Linked DNA regions of Lactuca sativa: region 1 is linked to region 2. Evidence: chromatin contacts called from public Hi-C data. All regions are on one chromosome and are shown on one strand. Each heading gives the region's core, a stretch centred on a gene start, on an enhancer-like site or on the middle of the called end of the contact. The rest is flanking DNA. Distances are from core to core; before and after follow the strand shown.

Region 1 (2,791 bases), core at 259-2,758, 160 kb after region 2:
AAACCATCACAAGTTTGATGAACTTATTTCCGGAGGTTCGTCATGTTCTTGTTTATGTCGAAGAGGAAGGATCCACTTTAAGTAACCGAAATCAAGCATTTGGTATCTTAAAATATTTCAAGACATTAGATTTCGTGTTTTACTTACATTTGATGTATGAAATTTTACATCTCACAAATGTATTGTCAAAGCATCTTCAAAAAAATGATCAAGATATTTTAGAAGCGGCTTCTTTGGTTAGAGGGACAATGGACGCATTGAAGTCTTTGAGAGACACAGGGTTTGCTAAACTTTTATCGAAGGTATTCTCTTTTTGTCAAAAACATGATATTAATATTGTGGAGATGACGGAAAATTATGTCACATCAAGAGGCCGTAAGACTAAAGTTACTAATCAATTTCATTTTGAAGTTGAAATTTTCAACACCGTCATGGATATGCAAATTATAGAATTCGGGGACCGATTTAGTGAGCTTAGCACCCAATTACTAGAATACATGGGGGCTTTGAGTCCTTGTGATTCATTTGCTAAATTTGACAAAACAAAGTTGTTAAAGTTGAGTGAGTTATACAAAAAAGATTTTGATGATGCGGAGAGGATGCAACTTGATGGTGAACTTGAAATATACTATCACGCTTTACATAAAGATGATCGGTTCACTAGTTTGCAAGGAATTTCCGACCTTTCTCGTTTGATGGTGGAAACGGGGAAACATCGGTCGTATCCTATGATTTATAGGTTGTTGAAGTTGGTTTTGGTTTTACCCGTTGCAACCGCAACAGTCGAAAGATGTTTTTCAGCAATGAAGTTGTTGAAGACGGATTTGCGTAACAAAATAGGTGATGATTTTTTGAACGATGCCATGATTTCTTATGTTGAAAAAGAAGCACTTATGAAAGTGAAGATCGAAGATGTAATGGATCGGTTTCAAAAAATGTGTACTCGTAGATGTCAAATTTAAATATTAAGATGTAATGGATCGGTTTGATGTATTAGTATTTTTAATCTTTTTTATGTTATTATATTCGGACGAAAAAAAATTGTGCCACTGCTATGACAACTTTCTGCGTCCGCCACTGACCCCATCCCATCCCCGCCCCATTGTCAACTCTATGTTGAACACCATGTAAGGGAGGGGTCACCATTCACCACAATCCATATAAGACTCTCCATATTCTTCTCCAACCATATCCCATGGCTTAATATTGATATTAAATTATCTATATTTTATGTTAAATTATAAAGATGTGAGACATAAAATATAAAAAGATAATTTTAAATAGTTACAATACTAGTATAATAACTTTAAATATTATTGTTAAATAAATAATTTTCTTCTTTCTTTTATCTAATTTAGTATACTAATACAATCCCAAAAAACTATAAGGTTTTGAAGCGGACCAAGGGAGTCAAAACTTGGAGTACCGAATAATACCCCAGCATTAAATACGTCAGTATTCCGATTCAAAACTAAAACGGGTATTTGGGTTCGGATCCCCAGTAAACTAACTCATTTAAATTCAATCCACCACCATCGCCATCACCACCACCTCCGCCTTCCACCTTCAAAAACACACACTTACACTCCATAGAAGGAAGCAACGCAACAACCATCATCCACCATTTTCATCTCATTCTCTCTCTATTACAACAAGAGAGAGATTAAAGCTGCAAAAAGGCTATACCCTTTCATCAGCTTTCCTTTATTCATTCCCTTCTCAACTCCCGATGTGTGGTTTTCTGTGACATACAGAAACAACTTTCTTATCTGAATTCTATCTTGTGAGAGTTCGAGAAGAAAAAGGTAGAACTTGATTAAAGTTTTTGAAATATTTTCATGGTGGTTGTATAAATCTTGATTAGTTAGGGATCGAAGTTTGAGTATGGGAAGAGAGTGGTTGTACAAAGCCGCCGGTGGCGGAGATGCCAGCTCCGGTAGACGTGGTAAAGGGAAACCGCCGTCCACCACTAGTAAACCTGTGAACATAAAAACAAAAAAAGAGAGAAACAGTTCATCTTCTGGATGCATGAGTGCCATTTTTAATTTCTTCGATGTTCAACATCATCAGTTTGGCTTACGCTACCCTTCTTTCATCTCCGAATCCGCCATTAATAACCCACAACAATTTAACATTGGTCTTCAAGGTATCTATCTCTCAATCTAGCTAAAAAGTGTTATAAGTTCTTTATGTTTTTTTGTTTTGGGTTTTCAGTATTCATTTTGCTGTGATTATGATGTTGTAGGCGTAGAAGCACCGAGGAACAGTTTGGAGTCGCCGGAATCTGCCATGGACGTTGCTCCATCATCATCATCATCTTCATCAGTCAAAGAAAAGTCTAACTTGAACATCCCAGTAAGTTTGATGTTAGTAATTTGAAATTTTGATCAATGATCATCGAATTTATTGTGATTTAATTTTGATAATACAGATGGGTGGCATTCAAATCAAAACAAAACGATCAAGATTATCAGATCAAGATTTATCTTCAGAATATAGCAGCTCTCCTAGTACTAAAACACCTAATCTAGTTGCTAGATTAATGGGTCTTGATCTTCTCCCGGAATATTCATCCCCCAGACCTTCATCATCATCCTCCACTCCGGTGACCACCCATAAACACAGTCGTTCTTTACCGGCGACTCCCAGAATATCAACGGCAAGCAGAGGATCAACAGATAACGATTACCACCATCGGTTTTCTCTCCAAATAGACAAAGAGAACTGTAACAGTTATAAGCGTCAAGAACACGAGTCCTTGCAGATGAAAATGGCCCGCCGGAGATCGGAA
Region 2 (3,167 bases), core at 342-2,841:
CCTGCATATTAGAAACATATCTTATTTTCAAATCAGACAAGTTATGAAAGTCTAAAATACCCCTCAATAAGGAATAAGGTAAATTGTTAGACCTATATATAGCGAGTGTCCAGATCCACTACTGCTTTGCACTAAAAAAACAAATAGCAATGGAACATGTCTGGCGATCAAGCTGCAGAATAAGAAGAAAAAGCACCGGGTCAACAAGCTGATGTGGAGCTTTGGAAACATTAGTGTAAAATAGATGAAAGATAATATGTATTGTATTTGTATGTACCTTGGGAATACAGTGATACATTGAGTAAGCCAAGGATTGAATTATATATGGAAATTGGGTAGCCGGTTTTGAAGCAATCATAGAACCTCCACAACATAACAGAGAATAAATCAAAATCTAAGATTTTTAAGATTCAAATTTCTTCAAGTAAGCAATCAATGTAGTTTTTATAGATGATTCAAATAGCCTAACCCATTGAGTGGCCAACTACATTAGCTCTAAAAACACAAATAAAGAAAGTAAACAATAATGGATTACACTTTGAATTGTTTTACCCTTGCATGATATCTTCAATGTTGTATACAGATGATTCTTTAGCATCCACGTGAATCAAATCCTGCATTCATGAGAAAAGAAAATGTTTTTATTTCCATAAATTACAACATGAAGATGAGAAGATTAATAGAATTAACTAAAAGTTTGAAAGGGTAAGAGATAAATACTGAAAGACAATAACGATGAAACCAACATCTTTCTCACTAGATCTTCGATCATCATCATTTCTATGACCATACTCCAAAGTTGAGCCCTAAAAGGGAGCAAATGATCAAATTACATACCATATAAATCATCACAAACCTTTTACATGCAAAATCAAAAGGCAAACAGAAAGAAATCAGAAATCGTTCATTAAAAACTGGAAACCAACACCCAAAATTGTTTCTTCATCTTCATTAAAACTGGAAAATTATACCACCACCAGAATTCTTGGAAGATTATCGTGGGGAGGGACATTTAGATCAGGGATATTAGGGAAGATACAGGAAGAATAGATGGTGGCTATTGTGGTTACCAATTTACCTAGGGATTACGGAGGAACCGAAACTGTGAAGTGGGAGGAATCTGAGTAGGTGGTGGTGGTTGAAGATAGAGTGATTGTGAGAGTTTTCTATGAACCTGCTGATAGAGAGATGGTTAGGAGGTGTGTGATTTTGAAGAGAGGGGCGCTTTATAGAGGTATCGGTTGGGCGAGAAGAGAGCTACCATGGGTGAAATAACCTCTACAAGAAAGGCGGGGAATATGAAGAAGTGGGGATGTCGAAGGAGTCAATCGCCGATTGTGCAGAACGTGGGGGAGGGACGAAGAACTGGCAGGAAAACGATAAATAATGAGTTTATGCGGTGAGGATGACATCTGAAGAGATCGGACGACTCAAATTGGGTAGACGGTTATCCACTCCCCGATGTTAGTAATATTAGTAATTATACAAAATAATAATACTAAATTCAGTTTTAAGACAAATAGAAATGATTATGGAGTATTTTGTTTCGAAAAGGTTAAAACTTTACATAAACAATTAAAAAGAAAAGAAAATCGAAGCCAAAAACAACGCCTACGCTTTCTGTGTGCTCGTAGTCTCCGTATAGGAACTGAAATCTAGAGGAGAAAAACCAGAATCGGAATCAGAATCGGAGTCGATCAAGATCATCATCTTGACACATTTGCAAATCATAAAAAGGGGAAACCATTTCTTTCTCTTCTTTCTTCTTCATCTTTTCAAACCCCCTTCTCCAGGATTTCACCGAACTTATTCGCTAATTTTGGTAACTAATTCTCTTACATCTTATTCAAATCAACACCATTTTTCATTGATCATCATTACCCTGAACTGTAATTCCCCCTTTATTCACAGCTATCGATTGTGAGTTTTTTCTATATCAAGTTCATACTGACATGGCGGATATTCCAACTTCAGGTTCTTACTTCTTACCCTGTTTTTTTCCTTTTTCTTTCACCAATTCATCCATTTCTACTATTACTGTTTACCTCTTTTGATATGTTCTTTTCATGGGTTTTCCGTTTGTTCTAGAAGAAGATTCTATTCTGATACGTGGGTATCTTACATCTTGATAAATTATTCGTTTTTTAGTTCGTTCTTTATTCTTCTTCGAGGTCTCTATTACGTCTGCAAGCTTTAGTATATTCGATTTTGAGTCCCATCGATCTGTTCTTGGCATGTTTTCGTTTATATCCGATTCAGATCCAATTGGTAGTGAAAACTGAAAACGAATTCTAGTTTTCTTGTTTGGATCTCGGAAACTTCTTAATCGCTTTAATGGCGGATTCCTTTAATAACTATACAACTTGAAATTCCCATATTTGATAATGATCAAAATTTATCGCTGATTTTCGGTTAGACAAGAGTTACAAGTAGATGGAATTCACGTGGAAAACCTTAAAGTGGAGGGAGGGTTCTTCGCCATAAATGATCATTACTCATTTTCTTGATTTAGTTCGTTTCACAACACCTACCACCTCGTGTACTCATATTCTTATAAAGATTTCAACAATTTTCTTTTCCTAATGAATCTTGAATCAATTTTCATGCATTCAGATGATCTGAAAGACTTATCCTTGCATTCAAATGGAAATCCAGAGACAATCAAACCCAATCCACTTGTCGTATGCTTCGGGGAAATGTTGATTGATTTCGTGCCTTCAATTTCTGGGGTTTCACTTGCAGAAGCACCCGATTTCAAGAAAGCTCCTGGTGGTGCTCCTGCTAATGTCGCTGTTGGTATAGCAAGATTGGGAGGCTCTTCCGCTTTCATAGGCAAGGTAAAAAACCCTAAATTTTGATCTAAAGATTGTGTAATTTGGTTACGTTTCCTAAAAAGTTTAACATTTTTTGGTTTTTTTCAGGTGGGTGATGATGAATTTGGTCACATGTTGGCTGACATTTTGAAGAAAAACAAAGTCGACAACTCTGGGATGCGATTTGACCAAAATGCAAGAACAGCTTTGGCTTTTGTTACTCTAAAATCTGATGGAGAGAGGGAATTTATGTTTTTTCGTAATCCGAGTGCCGACATGCTTCTTCATGAATCGGAACTTGATTTGAATCTTATCAAGCAGGTATATATATTTATCTCTTTACATGACAAGACA

Evidence for each region. Hi-C and Micro-C count contacts between places; a contact is called where the count stands out from the background.
Region 1: a Hi-C map of bud shows a contact between it and region 2, with 7 times the contacts expected there. The contact joins the promoter of LOC111901685 here to the promoter of LOC111901684 in region 2. A contact is called at or near these places in 3 of 4 Hi-C or Micro-C datasets (bud and leaf).

The regions. Positions count from the first base shown.
Region 1 is chr9:71,142,407-71,145,197 of Lsat_Salinas_v11, forward strand. LOC111901685 reads left to right here and starts at 1,509. Exons shown (of 4, transcript XM_023897569.3): 1 at 1,509-2,146; 2 at 2,246-2,355; 3 at 2,432-2,791. The coding sequence starts at 1,885. It overlaps LOC111901805, which reads left to right. Exons shown (of 4, transcript XM_023897674.2): 4 at 1-962. The coding sequence ends at 962.
Region 2 is chr9:70,977,562-70,980,728 of Lsat_Salinas_v11, forward strand. It overlaps LOC111901684 (probable fructokinase-7), which reads left to right and starts at 1,592. Exons shown (of 8, transcript XM_023897567.3): 1 at 1,592-1,822; 2 at 1,912-1,974; 3 at 2,614-2,837; 4 at 2,922-3,134. The coding sequence starts at 1,953.